3 separate regions of the Mus musculus genome follow, and all the other regions are linked to region 1. Evidence: chromatin contacts called from public HiChIP or PLAC-seq and promoter capture Hi-C data. All regions are on one chromosome and are shown on one strand. The core of a region is the stretch at or near the end of the contact, and the rest is flanking DNA. Distances in the headings are between cores, read along the strand shown.

Evidence for each region. HiChIP or PLAC-seq counts read pairs in DNA pulled down with a chosen protein or histone mark. Capture Hi-C pulls out chosen DNA fragments and counts their contacts.
Region 2: a contact with region 1 is called in an H3K27ac HiChIP or PLAC-seq map of embryonic stem cells, with 8 times the contacts expected there. The contact joins the promoter of Tfdp1 here to the promoter of Cars2 in region 1. A contact is called at or near these places in 5 of 115 datasets of contacts at active chromatin or transcription factors (astrocytes, embryonic stem cells, fetal liver and 1 more) and 1 of 9 other capture datasets (adipose tissue).
Region 3: a contact with region 1 is called in a promoter capture Hi-C map of liver, with 2.3 times the contacts expected there. The contact joins the promoter of Atp11a here to the promoter of Cars2 in region 1. A contact is called at or near these places in 4 of 39 promoter capture datasets (the 3T3-L1 cell line, cranial neural crest, hippocampal neurons and 1 more), 1 of 484 Hi-C or Micro-C datasets (CD4 T cells), 7 of 115 datasets of contacts at active chromatin or transcription factors (astrocytes, bone marrow-derived macrophages, embryonic forebrain and 4 more) and 1 of 9 other capture datasets (liver).

What each region holds. Positions count from the first base shown.
Region 1 is chr8:11,548,854-11,553,870 of GRCm38.p6, forward strand. It overlaps Cars2 (cysteinyl-tRNA synthetase 2 (mitochondrial)(putative)), which reads right to left and starts at 1,918. Exons shown (of 15, transcript NM_001359137.1): 1 at 1,646-1,918; 2 at 1,405-1,455. The coding sequence starts at 1,824.
Region 2 is chr8:13,336,733-13,341,749 of GRCm38.p6, forward strand. Tfdp1 (transcription factor Dp 1) reads left to right here and starts at 2,019. Exons shown (of 12, transcript NM_001291765.1): 1 at 2,019-2,074; 2 at 2,933-3,007. The coding sequence starts at 2,996.
Region 3 is chr8:12,754,474-12,759,490 of GRCm38.p6, forward strand. Atp11a (ATPase, class VI, type 11A) reads left to right here and starts at 2,543. Exons shown (of 30, transcript NM_001293667.1): 1 at 2,543-2,879. The coding sequence starts at 2,841. It overlaps Gm33587 (a long non-coding RNA gene), which reads right to left and starts at 2,423. Exons shown (of 3, transcript XR_378725.3): 1 at 2,214-2,423; 2 at 32-186.

The DNA.
Region 1 (5,017 bases), core at 668-3,167:
ATCACATCAGTTTGGGACACTGTATTGCCTTTTTTAAGATTAAAGCTGTTGGATGAGTTTGCATGTATTTAAGTGTGTAAAAAATCCTGATACAAAACTCAATGTCAAGACTGTTTTGTTCTTGTTGCTTTAGGTCAGGGTTTCTCTGTGTAGTCCTAGCTGTCCTGGAGCTTGCTCTGTAGACCAGGCTGGCCTTGAGCTCACAGAGATCTACCTGCCTTTGCCTCCAGAGCTCTGGCATTAAAGGTGTGCGCCACCACTGCCAAGCAACAAGAGCTTTTTACCACTCTTGTTCTCTCGGATTGTCCCCACTACCCCAGTGCTGGAGGCAGAGACAGGTGGACCCTGGGGACGAGCTTCCCGGCCAGCGTGGCCTGTTTGTGGACTTCCAAGGCAGTGAGAGATTCTGTCTCAAAACAGACAGAAGGTAGCACTTGAGGATGACATCTGAGGATGTCCTCTGGCCTCCACACTTGCGTTTCATTTAGGTCTAAAAATACCCAATTAAGGATGCTGGCGAGATGGCTCAGTGGTTAAAAGCACTGACTGCTCTTCCTAAGGTCCTGAGTTCAAATCCCAGCAACCACATGGTAGCTCACAACCATCCGTAATGAAATCTGATGCCCTCTTCTGGAGTATCTGAGGACAGCTACAGTGTACTTACATATAATAAATAAATAAATCTTTTTAAAAATACCCAATTAAAACTGTGCAAGAGTCAGGCAGTAGGCGTATACCTTTTATCTCAGCATTCCAACAAAGACAGGGACATCTCTGAGTTTGAGACCAGCCTGGTCTATAAAGTGAGTTTCAGGACAGCCAAGACTACACAGAGAAACTCAGTCTCAAAAACAACAAACAAACAAAAAAGTGCAAGACAACAACTAAAATATCAAGAGATGGGAAATGTCAACAAATACTGCTCCAATGCTCCCTGGAGTCTAGCAAGACAGTATTCGGTCAGTGGGTCAGTGGTGGAGCACTTAGAACACTTGGGGGCGCTGTGCTAAGCGGCACTTCATAGACATTTCCAGAAACTGCCATGAAGATGTCATGTTGTCATTTCTGTCTTCACTCAAAATAAGAACCATGATTCCAGCAAGAATGTGATCCGTCCAAGACCAGGCAATGATCCCCCACTGTTGGATTCGGGTCTCTGGACCAACCTTAGAAACATCTAATTCGCAAACGGGTCACTCTCTATTCCTTCACAGTAACTCCAATGGGTATGCAACTCCAAACAGCTATGAAGACCAAAGAGACCAACATTCCGGTGTCTCACAATTCCCAGAATGCAATCATCACTCAGTTCACTTAACAGATTATAAAACAAGCTAACAGTTTACTCTTTGCACAATAAATAACCCTCTGACTTTGTCAAAGGTTCAAATCTAGGAAACTCACCAAGCATGGCCAAGATGTGCATGGTCGTACACAGTCGGTCCACAGCTATACCTGGGAACATATTAAGATCCACCATGTGAGATATGTAAAAGGAGCCCTAAGTCTTCCTTAACAACCTTCACTGAACACGCGCGGTGTTTAAGTGACGCTCGGGAGACCACGTCAGGCTTTCAGAATTGACTTGCCCCTGCGCACCTTCCCGCCCCGCCTCGCTCCGCCCTGCCTCTCCCGGCGCACGCACCAGGAGACTGCGTCCGAGCGGGCCACTATCAGCGGCTCCTTCCTGCCAGTGAGGCTGTTATGCACCTGCACGCCGGTGTCCTGGCCTTGCGGCCGTTGCCATGACCGCCCGCGCCGCCCGAGACCCAGCGCGGCCCGGAGCAGCAGAGCGCCGGGCCCAGGCCCGCGCGCCCGCAGCATATTGGGGACAGATCCAGCGAACAGGCGGAAGGCAAGATCCTGCAGGCCAGGCCCAGCCGGGCGAACCAGAAGCCACGCCCGTTCCTCATGGGGCTCCGCCCACTCCCGGAAGAGGCTACACTCTGCCTGAAGTCTGGCAATATTTAGGCATTTGGGCACGGTGGCAGCGGAAGAGAGGCGGGAACTTCGAACCCTTCCCCATTTTAGCGCAGATCTCCTCGCCTTTCCTTATGGGTAACTTGGGCTCGGTGTACATCATTGTGTCTGCTGCTGGGACCCGGTGTGCCCCGCAATATGTACCCAATCTCAGCACACCACTCCAACACACTATACACCATCCCGCGGTCATCATGTCCTCATTTAAACACCTCAATATGTGCGCCTTAACACACCCTGTACCCCATCATACGTACAGCATATCTGCAAGTATGTACCTTGCCACAATCAGTACGTGTAGATCAATACTACATACCAAACTGCTGTCTGCAACCCTGTACATGCAGTATTTGTGTACTTCTTACTGTTCTATGGGCTTAGAATGAAAGAACCACACCAGGAAATGATCCTTTCCTCAAGAACCTGTAACTGGAAATGCCTGTTGGAGAAACGACTGCCCTTCCAGAGGACCCGGGTTTGAGTCCTAGCATCCACACGGCTACTCAAAAGTTTGTAATTCTTGTTCCAAGAGGGGCCAAGGCTTCTTCTGGACTCATCAGACACTACATGCATGTGGTCCGCAGACAGACATCCAGGCAAAAATACCGTTACACATAAGAATAAATCATTTAAAACTTTTTAGAGTCAAAATAGTGGCATCCATCGATAATCAAAGATTTTGGGAGAGAGATACAGGAGCAGCAATGAGTTCAAGACCTGCCTCAGCTGCAAGAGACCCTGCCTTAAAAACAAATGAAAACGAGAGCAGAAGTCTATCGTTCATCTCTTGAGGACTGTTTGGAGTTACATTCAAATTACCCCCACAAATGCACCCCTACTGGTGGCTTACAAAAGTAAAGAGTCCTTTGCTTGTCCAGTCAAGTCTGTCTGATACTAAGCATGCTCAGGTCTTTCAGTATTTTTGGTCTTCCCCACCCTTTTTTTTTTTTTTTTTTTTTTGGTTTTTGGAGACAGGGTTTCTCTGTGTAGCCCTGGCTGTCCTGGAACTCACTTTGTAGACCAGGCTGGCCTCGAACTCAGAAATCCACCTGCCTCTGCCTCCCGAGTGCTGGGATTAAAGGCATGCGCCACCACGCCCGGCCTCCCCCCTTTCTTTGATGCTCTCTTGAAAGGCAAATGATTAGGCAGACATGTTGTTCCCTACTTTTTTCCTGAAAGTTCTGTCCTCTAACTGCTTGCCCGAAGCTAGACTTCCAGGTAATACAGACTGTGTTCTATGCACTATGGTAGTCAAATTCGTGGTCTCCAAATGTCCCAAGTTCTCCAGGAATATCATTCTTCCTCACAGTTACCTGCCATCGTGGCAGTTTGTCATTGTAAATGTGTGTGCACTTATTTGTCTCACTTCTATGGCAATGTGAACTTCTCTTTCTGTACCCTGCACCCCAGTTGCTGAGCAACGGTTTCACTCAGTAGCCCAGGCTGACTCTAGCCTACCTGGCTTTAAGCCCCTCCTGCCTCAGTCTCCCCCAGTTTGGGGACTACAAGTGTGAGCTTGTCCCTCTCCTTCAGTTCGGAACTGTAAATTGAACTCCTTGCTGTATCCCGCAAATTCAGCAAGGAGCTTGGCCTGAGAAAGTACCCCCAAAACTTCCTATGCAGGCAGTGAGATCCCTGATAGAGAAAGCGTTGCCTCTGATATGAGGTGTGCCTGTTTAAAACCCAGAACCCGCAGGCCAGAATGCCGAAGCCGGGGAAGAGCCGGGGCCGGCAGTTTAGAAAAACAGCTCTAGGAAGTCTGGGAGCCAAACCTTCCATGATTTTGAATGGCTGGCATGTTTGGCTTGGCCACAGGAGATCATGATTTCAAAACCAACAATGGTGTTTTCTGTCTGCTGCAAAGCCGACTCTCATGTGTTCCACCTCAACTGGCAAAAAGTCTGCTCCTTGTTAAGCCTTCGGAGAGTCCTTCAGACGTTTGTGGGATGTGTGTGATGGCTCCCACCTGTGATCCTAGAACCTGAAGGGAGGCTCAAGCTAAAACTCTTCAGGGGTTTGAGACCAGGCTGGGACTCCATGGGAGTTCTGGTCCAGCCTAAAGAATAGTATTAACCTATCTTTAAAAAAAAAAAAAAATTGTAGGGACTGAAGAGATGGCTCAGGAGTTAAGAGGACTGGCTGCCCTTCCATAGTATTCTGGTTTGATTCCCAGCATCCACAGCTCTCAACTGCCTGTAACTCCAGTTCCAGATCTGATGCTGCCTTCTGGCTTCTACAGACACTGCGTGCACACACTACACAGACACACATGCAGACAAAACACCCATACACAGATTATAAAATATCTTAATAAAAAAAAAAACAGAAAATGAGCTGGTGAGGTTGCTCAGTGAATAAGAGCACCGACTGCTCTTCCAAAGGTCCAGAGTTCAAATCCCAGCAACCACATGGTGGCTCACAACCATCTGTAATGAGATCTGATGCCCACTTCTGGAGTGTCTGAAGACAGCTACAGTGTACTTACATATAATAAATAAATAGATCTTAAAAAAAAACCAGAAAATGATAAATATAACCCACTCGCTGGTGCTTAACCGTGCACTCCGCCTGTGTATTGACCTTGTGCACAGACTGATTGGGTGAATTGATGAATCAGGGTGATTTATCACAGTAATACCGCAGAGAAAACCCAGTTCAAGTCACCATTCCTAAAAAAATTACATGTATTTATATATGTATGACAATGTGGAAGTCAGAGGACACATTGGGGGTGTTCCTTTCTACCATGTGGGGATCACAGGGAGTGAACTCAAGTTGTCAAGCTTGATGGTCTTTTCCAGCTAAGCCATCTTGCTGGCCCCAGGCCTGTTTCTTATCAAATCAAAAAGCCTGCATACAGTATGAAGTCAGCCTAGTACCCAGAGCTAGGGTCCCAGGACAGCTAAGGATATGCAGAGAAACCCTGTCTCAAACAAACAAACAACCACATAAAACAAAACTACGCATGTAGTTACAGGCTGGGCTGTAAATGGAAGCCCAGCTCAGGCTCCCTGAAGTGAGAAAAGTAGACATTTAG
Region 2 (5,017 bases), core at 769-3,268, 1.8 Mb after region 1:
GACAAGACTTGCCACCTCCCTGGAACTCTTCCAGTGACTGGTACCCATGTACTCTTCTGTGCCTCTTCATAGCCTTCTTCAGTCCTGGTGCGTGCTTTATCTTCTCTGAATGGCTTCCTATTTCTTCTGCCTGTCGTCCCATCGCCTCTGTGTGCTGCTGTGCGTGCCCTGTTCACTCTTCAGAGTCCCCCTTGCCGCTGCCACCACTCCGCTGACGTTCTGTCCTTTATTTCTTCATGCTACCAGTCTAGCTTGTAGAAATAATAATAAAAAAATTGTGTAACATCACTTGAGAGAAGTTTCTATTGGACAAAAGATTCTCCCAACTCACTGAAAAGGTGAGTCAAATAGCTTGTTTATATAGTCAGAAATGGGGTGTGGGAAGGATGTTTGCACCAGTCACAGTCTTTCTGCTTGGCCAGTAGAGATGCTTCCCTCCCCCTCCCCCTGAACCCCTCATCCCCCAACCCCAAATTCTGGGTGAAAACTGCTACTAGAGCTTACCAGAGCTTGTGATGGCAAAGAGTCTAGTGCAAGCTATTGACACACTCATGCCTTGGGTATTTCTGGTGCAAGCTATTGACACACTCATGCCTTGGGTATTTCTGGTGCAAGCTATTGACACACTCATGCCTTGGGTATTTCTGGTGCAAGCTATTGACACACTCATGCCTGGGTATCGCCTCTTCTGCTTCAGCAATAAGCAGCTGTGGTTGCAGGGCTGCTTCCTCAAAGCCGCTGAGCAGTGTTCAAACAGGACAGCTGCTGGCGGACAGTTCGGCCAGATGCTAAAGAAGGGCTGTTGGGCTGAGTCATGGGACTGAGGCAGCCAGGTAACGGAGAAAGATCTGTCAGTTTGGGAGTCAAATTGACCTTTCCTCCAGAATAAAATCCGGTCACTCACATTAACAGTTTTCTGATAGTACTTAACTTTGCCCTGCTCTTCAGTCCCATATTCTTGGGAAACGTTGTGTCATTTTATCTGAACCATTTGGACTGATTTGTGAGCCCCAGCCTATTCTCCTCCCAGGCTCTCCAGCTTTAGTCTTAAAGAAGTGGCCTCTAAGATGGACTGAGTCTTCAAGGCTCAGGGTCTACCAGACCCCTCTTGGGATGAAGCAGAAGGTTTCTGAAGTGAAAGGCGCAAATGCATACACACCTGATTAACAGGCTGTTTCCTGCCCTGAATCACTGACAGCCCAGGCTCAGGGCATGTGGCTGTGGAGGTCAGTAGTTGAGCAGAGGTGGGGGATCTTGTCTCTGTATTGTTCAGTATGCATCCGAACAGTCTTTACTTTGTTCTGTGTAAATGAACAAGATTCTTCTCCCTGTGTGCACATGCAGGTACTTTAAAGCACTCTCAGAACTGACCTCTTTTTTCTCATGTGTACACACACGCCTGCTTTTTTTCAGTGCGCAGACATTAACATAGGTTTCCATATGTTTGCACAGAGGGTTCTCTTCTGTATATATGTTCAGGCGTGCACACACGACTGATACTCCATGTACACACACGTGTATACAGTCAGACTCTGCATATCCACAGGTGTGCACACACATGATCCTTTCCCTACGTGTGCATGCAGGTATGGCACACACCACATTCTTTTCACCGTTGGCGCGCGTGGTACACGCGCACACACAGAGCCAAACACGTGGCCCTCTACTCCCTGCGCATGCACACAGATATGCATACAGTTGGCCCTTGGTGTACACACACACACACATACACACACACACACACACACACACACACACACACACACACACACACAGAGGCGCGCACACACGTGGCCTCTCTCCGAGCGCACATGGAGACGCGCGCAGCGCTGTTCGGCGTCGGCGGTCTCCAGCCGGGTCCCGCCGCACGCGCACGCGCGCGCAGGCCCCGCCCCTCTCCCAGGGCGGGTAGCACCGGCGAGAGGCGCGGGAGATGAGCGGCGGGAGGAGGAGGAGGAGGAGGAGGGCGCCGAAGGCGCGAAAAGGCGCGCAGGCGCGCTGCGCGCAGCGGGCCCGCCGCCGCCCACGTCACCGCGCCGCGCGCACGTCACGCCGGCCCGACGCTCGGCCCAGGGTGAGCCCGCGTCCCGGCGCCGCTGGCTCAGGGCAGGGACCGCCAGGGCCGGACCTCCGGGCCGGCGCCTCCGCGCCCCCGTCGTCCGCCCCGCGCGCCCCGCCGGCCAGCCAGGTGTGGCGGGGGCACCGGCCGGTCGCGGCGGGAGGGCGCAGGCTGGGCGCGCGGCCCCGTTCCCGCCCCAGCCCGGTTCCCGCGTCCGGTCGCATCCCGCCCGCCGCCCAGCCTCAGCTGGAGTCGGCCTCGACGCGGCGTGGCGTGGGCGGCGGGCAGGGGTCCTGGCCACCCTCCGGCTCTGTCCGCGCCAGGGCGCGGGGCTGGTGGCTGGGCCTAGTGACAGGTGGGGCGAGCGGGCGGGCGGCCGGGAGCCCACCTGTCAGAGTGGTCGGCGGCCCCTCGGGGTCTTGGGCAGCCCGGGGTGGGGGGTGCCCGCCGCGGCCCGGGCGGAGCCACGCAGTGTCGTGTGCCCAAGTGGGGGGCCTTGTGCCTCGGCGGGGCCTGTGGTCAGGCGGGGCCCGCGTGCCCAGGTGGGGTGAGCCTGACGGCTGCGCGTCGCTCAGCCAAGGGTCCGGGGTCTGGCCCCGCTGCCGGTGGGAGCTGCTGGTGCCCGCAGGGAGCATTTCCATTTAGAGAGGTGACTTAAAATCCCCGTGTGGGACCTGCTTGGCTAGCTCTCCTGTCGGGATTGTGCAAGAAAGGCCCCTGCTGCCTGGAGGCCTGCCTCTGCCTCGTGCTGGTGGGGAGATGTTTCCTTTGAAATGCGATGTGCGTTAAATTTCTTCTCATTCTCATTCATTATTCATCCCCTCCCTTTTTTTCTTTTCTTTCTTTCTTTCTTTTTTTTTTTTTTTTAACCAGATAAGTACGGTTTCTTCTGTGGAGGGTACGCAGTTAAAGCCTTGATTTCCTGGATCTGGTAACATGGCAAAAGATGTAAGTATGGTCGCTGCATGCTGCAGACATGTTGGCACAGCTCGTTGCAGTTTTCTCCCTTTATTTGAGAGTGGCCATACGTGTGTGGCAGTGGGTTGGCCAAGACATTTTACAGGCAGGAGCTGGGATGGAGATGAGGGATGATGGCGAGAGTCGTTAGGTGGGTGTCTCCCCTCTGCACAAATGGTCTTTGTCATCCGAAGCGTGACACGTTTTTTTTTTCTTTTTTGTTTTTTTTTTCGTGGTTTGATGATGATGTCTTGATTTTTTTTTCTTTATCTAAACTGCTTAAATAAAATAAAAAAATTAATACATCTCTCAGTTATGAGTGTGTGAGAGGGTGTTGTTTGTTAGTGGGTTTCCACACAGGAGAGCTGTCAACATGGAACTTACACTGTACTAGTTTTATGTAGTACGTAAGACCGTAATCCAGCTTTGATGGATTGAATCCCAACTACTTGTTTGGGCACATTTTTCTCAGAAAGATGACATTTGGTGATTAATGAAACACCGTGGAAATGCTGGTTGGTTTAGCTTCATATTTATCACGAAGCTACCGAGCGTTTTGAAGTTTTTTTGGGAAACAGGTATGGACAATTAGGTTTTAAGGCTGTAAATACAGTCTGTATTGTTGGTCACATACATACATTTTTGCAGTATTGCTTTAACTCCCTCCAACACTGATCGTGTCCGTTCCAGTGTTCCTCAGTGTCCACTGTTCTGTGACTGTTAGATTCATGCCTTTTCTGTGCAGCCCTGGAAATGCAGGCAGACATGCCGCATCAGCTAGAGTTGTGCCCAGGTGTAGCGGAACCGTGGTGCAGGTGCGGAGTCCTGTCCTGACTGGCCCGCATGGAACAGACCCTCTTCTGGTCATCGAGCACCGGACCTGCTCCTGGGGGCCGGGGGGGGGGGGGGGTCATGTCTCACCCTGAGAGACCTTGTGTAGGTCACCTGAAGTCACAACTACATATGGCACTGGCTTGATCTCGTTATATCTGTTGTCTATGTACATCCATGTCCTGACTCCGTCCCCACGAGTGCCCTAATGAGAGACATGCCACCCAGCGCATGCCTACAAAGTAGCTAGATTTGGTGAATGGGTGTAAACGGGGTGCTGGCTCCCGTGCCTTTGTGAGGCCACATGGCATGGTGTAGTTTCACTGAGTCAGCATACTCAAGCCCAGTCATCTTAGTTTGTCATTATACACTCCTGTGTGCAGTGTCCCCTGGGGAGGCAAGTGGTCAGGAGCTCCTGTCCGGCTGCCGGTTTGGGGTTAGCCATTGTGGTGTGGCTAGGCCAGTGCTGTGACTGGGTATCAGAATGCTGCAGCTTAGTCCCCCAACAAGTGCGCACAGACATAGGCAGAGGTGAAGTGGCGCTCCCTGTTTTCTTGCAGACAGTCAAGGGTTGGGTCTTCTCTGTAGCCAACTGTGTTTTTAAGTAGGATGTGATGTTTGGGTTCGGAAAGGGACTTTGTAACTTATGCTGAAGGGAAAGAAAGAGGCACCATTGAAGTGTTCTAAGCACTTGATGCTTAAGTGAAATCTGGTTGTAAAGGGTCCTGTAGACATGTGGCTCTGAAGGCCATGACACTGGTGAGAACAGACAAAAGTCACGCTTGAGGTCACAGAAGAGGGGCAGGAAGGGCAGACAGAAGACAAATAACTTAGGGTTTTTCTGCCCCTGCTGGTGCCCAGGCAGACCAGCAGGTAAGTTGGGCTCACTGTGAACCGGGGCTGTGAAGCCGGGCAGGCAGTTGTCAGTGGACAGGATGGGGATGGCAGGAGCTGGCACGGAGCAGTGGAGTGGGGGTGAGTGCCTGCAGATACTCTGGGGCGCACCTGCAGTGCTTTCCTGTGGTACTGTAGACTGTCCGAGTGTGGGAAGAGCATGTGGCCAGGGTGAGCCATGATCACCCTGCCTTGAAAGCTAGAGGGGCTTGGTTTGGGCGTCTTCTCCCAAGGTCGGTGCTGGCACTCCCTGCCTAGCAAGCCCTGCTGTCTTCC
Region 3 (5,017 bases), core at 1,293-3,792, 1.2 Mb after region 1:
ACATCTGTTGGTAATGGAAAACCCAACTCACCTGGTATTACATTCACTCTTTACCAAGTTTCTGGTTAGCCTGGGTTAATGGGTCTATGACATCCTAGGCTCCTCTCACTTTGGTCATGCTTCTGTCCCCAGCAAGAATGCGTTCCTCTGGCTACCTCCTCTGGTCCTCTGGTGTCTGAAAAGAGACTGCAAAGCAGTAAGCAGCACCTCCAGACAACAGCATCCATTCTTAAAAGAGAAACACATGCTTTCTTTTTTGTTGGTTTTTTGTTTTTGTTTTTTGTTTGCTTTGAATCCTCCTTTTCTTTTCTTTTCTTTTCTTTTCTTTTCTTTTCTTTTCTTTTCTTTTCTTTTCTTATTAGATATTTTCTTTATTTACATTTTAAATGTTATCCCCTTTCCTGGTTTCCCCTCCGAAAACCCCCTATCCCCTGCCCCCTTCCCCTGCTCACTAACCTGCCCACTCCTACTTCCTGGCCCTGGCCTTCCTCTACACTGGGGCTTAGAACCTTCACAAGACCAAGGGCCTCTCCTCCCATTGATGACTGACTAGGCCATCCTCTGCTTACATAGGCAGCTGGAGCCATGAGTCCCACACCATGCGTTTTCTTTGATTGGTGGTTTAGTCCCAGGGAGCGCTGGGGTTACTGGTTAGTTCATATTGCTGTTCCTCCTATGGGGCTGCAAACCCCTTCAGCTCCTTGGGTCCTTTCTCTAGCTCCTTCATTGGGGACCCTGTGCTCCGTCCAATGGATGGCTGTGAGCATCCACTTCTGTATTTGTCAGGCACTGGCAGAGCCTCTCAGGAGACAGCTATATCAGGCTCCTGTCAGCAGGCTCTTGTTGGCATCCACAACATGTCTGGGGGATCCATCCCATATACAATAAACTCTCGATTTCTTAAAAGCAAGGAAACCTTCCTAAACAGCCTCCAGCATGTTCCTCTATGTGTTAATTAGCAAGTCAGCCACTTGCTAGAATGAATGGTGTCAGCTGGAGGGAGCCAGAGAGTCCTGAGCCCCACAAAGGGTGAAGGCTCAGAGGATGAAGTCACTCACTCCTGTTGCACCACCAGGGAAGTGCTTTGCTCTGTATGAAGAATAAGCTAGACACCAGGGCTCACTCCTGTGTTCCAACACTTCAGAGGCTGAGGCAGGATGTTTGTATAGAGTTTGAGACCAGCCTAGAATGAAGATTCGGTCTCAAAAATCCAAACAAGAAAAAAGAAAGGAAGGAAGGAAATGAAACATTCCTCCAAGTAGAACATTCTCTAAGGATAGATAGGAAGGCTTTATCCTGAGGCACATCTGTGCCAGGAATACCCACTGCAATTGTAATTGGCCAATAGCCTACAATTTGGCCCAGCAGTCATGGTAGGAAAGAGATAGAGCATCAGAGACACATGAACAGCCCAGTCAGGCCCACTGAGGCCAGCAGCTAGTCCCTAGACATAGAGGCCTGCTGTCCTCAAGAGTCCACACCACAGCTAGGAGTACCAATGAGCGCTGACTGCCAACTCCACCAGGCTCACAGCAAGTCCAGGAAGCCCGGAGAGAAAACCCTTTGCCCTGAGGCTGGCTGGGTGTCTGTAGCTGGTGCTCCGTGGTGAGCACTGGTGTAGAACTTAGGTAGAAAACAGGGTAGAAGGCGGTGGTGGCTCAGGAGATCAGTTTAGTCACTGGCACCATTGCCACCAGTGTCTAATCCAAACCATAGCAAAGTCAGATCTCCTCCACACCCTGTCAGAACGCTCTCAAATACATTCCTAATCCTCAGGTCTGGTGCTCCTGATCGGCCACTGCAGATCCCTCGTCTCTGGTTCTACCGTTATCAGAAGCAAAAGCAAGGGATGTGGAACCAGTAAACATTAGCTAGATTACGGCTGGGCTGGAGGTAAGGAAGGTTGTTCAGCCATGTGCCACTTCACACCTAGGCAGCAAAGAACCACCTTCCCTGGGTGCTAGCCATGGTGATACAGTTGTAAGGTAGAAGCAGGAAGCATTTGACAGGGGGCTGGACCACAAGGTAAAACCCAGGACTGTGGAGGGTCTTCCCTGAGGCCTGGTTTCTGGAAGGCAGGACAGAGACTGGGCCCCAGGAGTAGGTAGAGGTAGAGAGTAGTGAGTCATGAGAGCTGGATCAGGACGTGTTTGGTTTGGTCTCCAAGGGAGTCAGTCCCAAAAGGGGTGGTAATGTTCGCTCCCTGTAGCCACCTGAGGATCCTGTGTCTTCTGTCCACGCCACGGCAGGAGGTGTGACCCCCCCCCCCCCCCCGCAGGCCTAGGGACCCAGGCCCATGGCACTCGCCATGGAGTCCTGGGCTCACAGCCAGGCTTCCGTTTTAGAAGAGGAGTGAACGGGGCGGGGGTGGAGAAGGGGTGGATCAGCACCCGACGAGCCACGCGGGGGCGATGACAGCCCCCCCCGCCCCCCCTCCCCCAGTCCCGCAGGGAGGCGGAAGCAACAGGGCGGCGGCGACGCGCTAGGGAGTCGCGGCGCGCGCGGGGCCGGGGCGGGGGCTGCGGCGCGCGCATGCTCACACGCGCCCGTGACGCGCGGGGCGCAGCGGGGCAGAGCCGGCTCCAGAGGCGCGGCGGCCGCGGGAGGAGCAGGCGCGGAGCATCGAGCGCAGGCCGCGTCGGCCCGACGGGAGTAGCGCCGGGCGCAGGCCGCCTCCTCCGAGCCGCCTGCGCGCGGGCCGAGACCCTTGGCCGCCGCCGGCGGGGCATGAGCGCGGAGGGGCCGCGGCCGCCCCCCGCGCCGCCCAGGCCGTGACCGGGCGGGGGGCGGCTGCGCTAGCGCCCGCAGCCCAGGGGCTCGCGGAGCCGGGAGCGATAACCATGGACTGCAGTCTATTGAGGACGCTCGTGCGCAGATACGTGAGTGGCTCTCTGTGATGGGTCCGGGGTCCGGGGTCCGGGTCTGGGTCAGGGTTCAGGCCCGGAACGTCCCGCCGTCGGGTCCCCGCCGCGCTCCACCTGCGCTCGGCCAGGCCCACCCGGAAGGCAGTTGCAGCCGGGTCGATCCCGGGGTCGAGGGACATCCATCCTTATGGGGGTTGCGCTCAGCCCCAGCGGGGCGGGCCGACGCGGGGACCGGGACCGGCTGGGACATATGTACGGGGCTGCGGGGAAGCGGGGAGCCTCCACAGGGGAGTCAGAAGTGAAGTTTGCCATCTCTGAAAGTAGTCAGCCAGGTCCGAGTGCGTAGTTCCCGGCTCCCTTGGATGCTGCTGCGCGGTTAGTGACGGAGTGCCTCACCAGGGGAGACCAGGGAGGTAGGTGGCATCCATCAGCCGGGATGGAGCAAAGTGGGTGTGTGTACAGAAAAGAGAGAATCTGCCCCGGGACAGCTTGTCTTCCCTAAGCTGGACACAAGGACCTATTGTACGGCAGCTGGCGCGGGGTGGTCACAGGTTTGAGGAGCGCGTGCCTTGCCCAGTGCGGGCTGGGTACGGAGGGGACCAGAGCCGGCTCTCTCTAGCTTCTCTGAGTGACACTTGTCCTTGGATGTGGGTTTTTCTGAAGGGGAATTTACCCGGGTTTTTCTTCTTGCTTTTCTGGTTAATTTCCATCCAATTTTGGCCTTCCAGTAAGCAAAGAATGAGACTAGGAAACTGCAGCCCTCCCCACCCCACCCCACCCCACCCCACCCCCGTGGGAAGCGAAAGGAGGAGGGGTGGTCTTCTTGGTCCCTGTAGACAGTCACCTGCCAGCTTCCCAGGGCCACAGGACGAATTTTCCGTCCCTGGTGCTGTCTTTTACTTCCACAGTGCCCTTAGGCAAGCCTTCAGCTATTTTATATTTCCTTATCTAGGTAAAATTTCAAGTTAGTTTCTTTTTGCTGTGCTATTCTACTTTCGAAGTGGTATTTTCTCTCAAATCTAGGCTGCAGATATTCCTTAACGAACTTTGCCACTCTTAATTATTTGATAATGCATCTGGAATGTAAGTTATGGAATGTTATTCCTTCTGCTCATCTCATTTTTGACTGCTCTGCCACAGGCCTTAAACTCGAGTCTAAGCCATGAAATTAATTTGACTTTTCCCCGAAACAGTTATGGCTTGTTTTCTTATTATGTATTTATCTTCCAAGATGTGAGGTTAAATTATATTTTCTTTTATAAGAAGAGAAAAAGAGATTGGATATTCTTATCTCCTGGTTTATTCGACTCATTCTACAGAAATGAGCCTCTCCTCTGTAGCCTGCTGCCTTTCACACAGTCAGAATTCCTGAGAGCAATAAAAGCACCACAGCTCCCTCTAAGGCCATAGGTTGCTAAAGAAGGAGTCATCAGCCCTTGGACAAGAACACTGTCATAGGTATTTTGTCCTGGGTCAGTTCTCGGCAGCGAATACAGGCAGGTAAATGAAAGAGAGAACTCTGTCTTTGAGGCCAGTCCGCCCCATGCTACACGTTGGTCACATAGCTGTGTGAACAGCTCATGCGCTCTTGTAGTAGCCGATGTTCCAGATATAGTCTAAGTCATATCATGCATCTTAGGCATTTTAAGGAGCACATATAGAGCCAGTGACACTTCCTCTTAGATATGTAAAGTGAGGAGTGTGGCTCAAGTCAGCGACCCGACCCTCTCGGAGGACCAGCTGCGGAGCCTCCCGGCAGAGGCTAGAGGAGGCCTTTGCAGCCGTGGACCTGGTGGGCCTGGCTCCTAGGGTTGTCCTGCTGCAGTGTCCTTGTCACTGTGCCTTGCAGTTCTTGTGAAGATTGAGTGTCTTAGTCTAGAAAAGGGGTAAGGATGGGGCCTGGTTCCCCGGAGAGGCTCAACAAGTTTACCAGCACCTAATGCCAAGGTTCCCTAGGGGGTAGGGGTGGAGTTCTGGAACCCTTCAAAACTTTTACTTTTTTGAGAGAATCTCCCTAAGTGTGATTGGTTGGTCTGGATCTCACTATGTAGTCTAGGCTAGTCCTGATCTCACAGAGATCTGTGTGCCTCTGACTTCCCAGTGCTGGGATTAAATGCATTGGCTACCTGACCCAAAGCCCTGTTAAAAAGGGG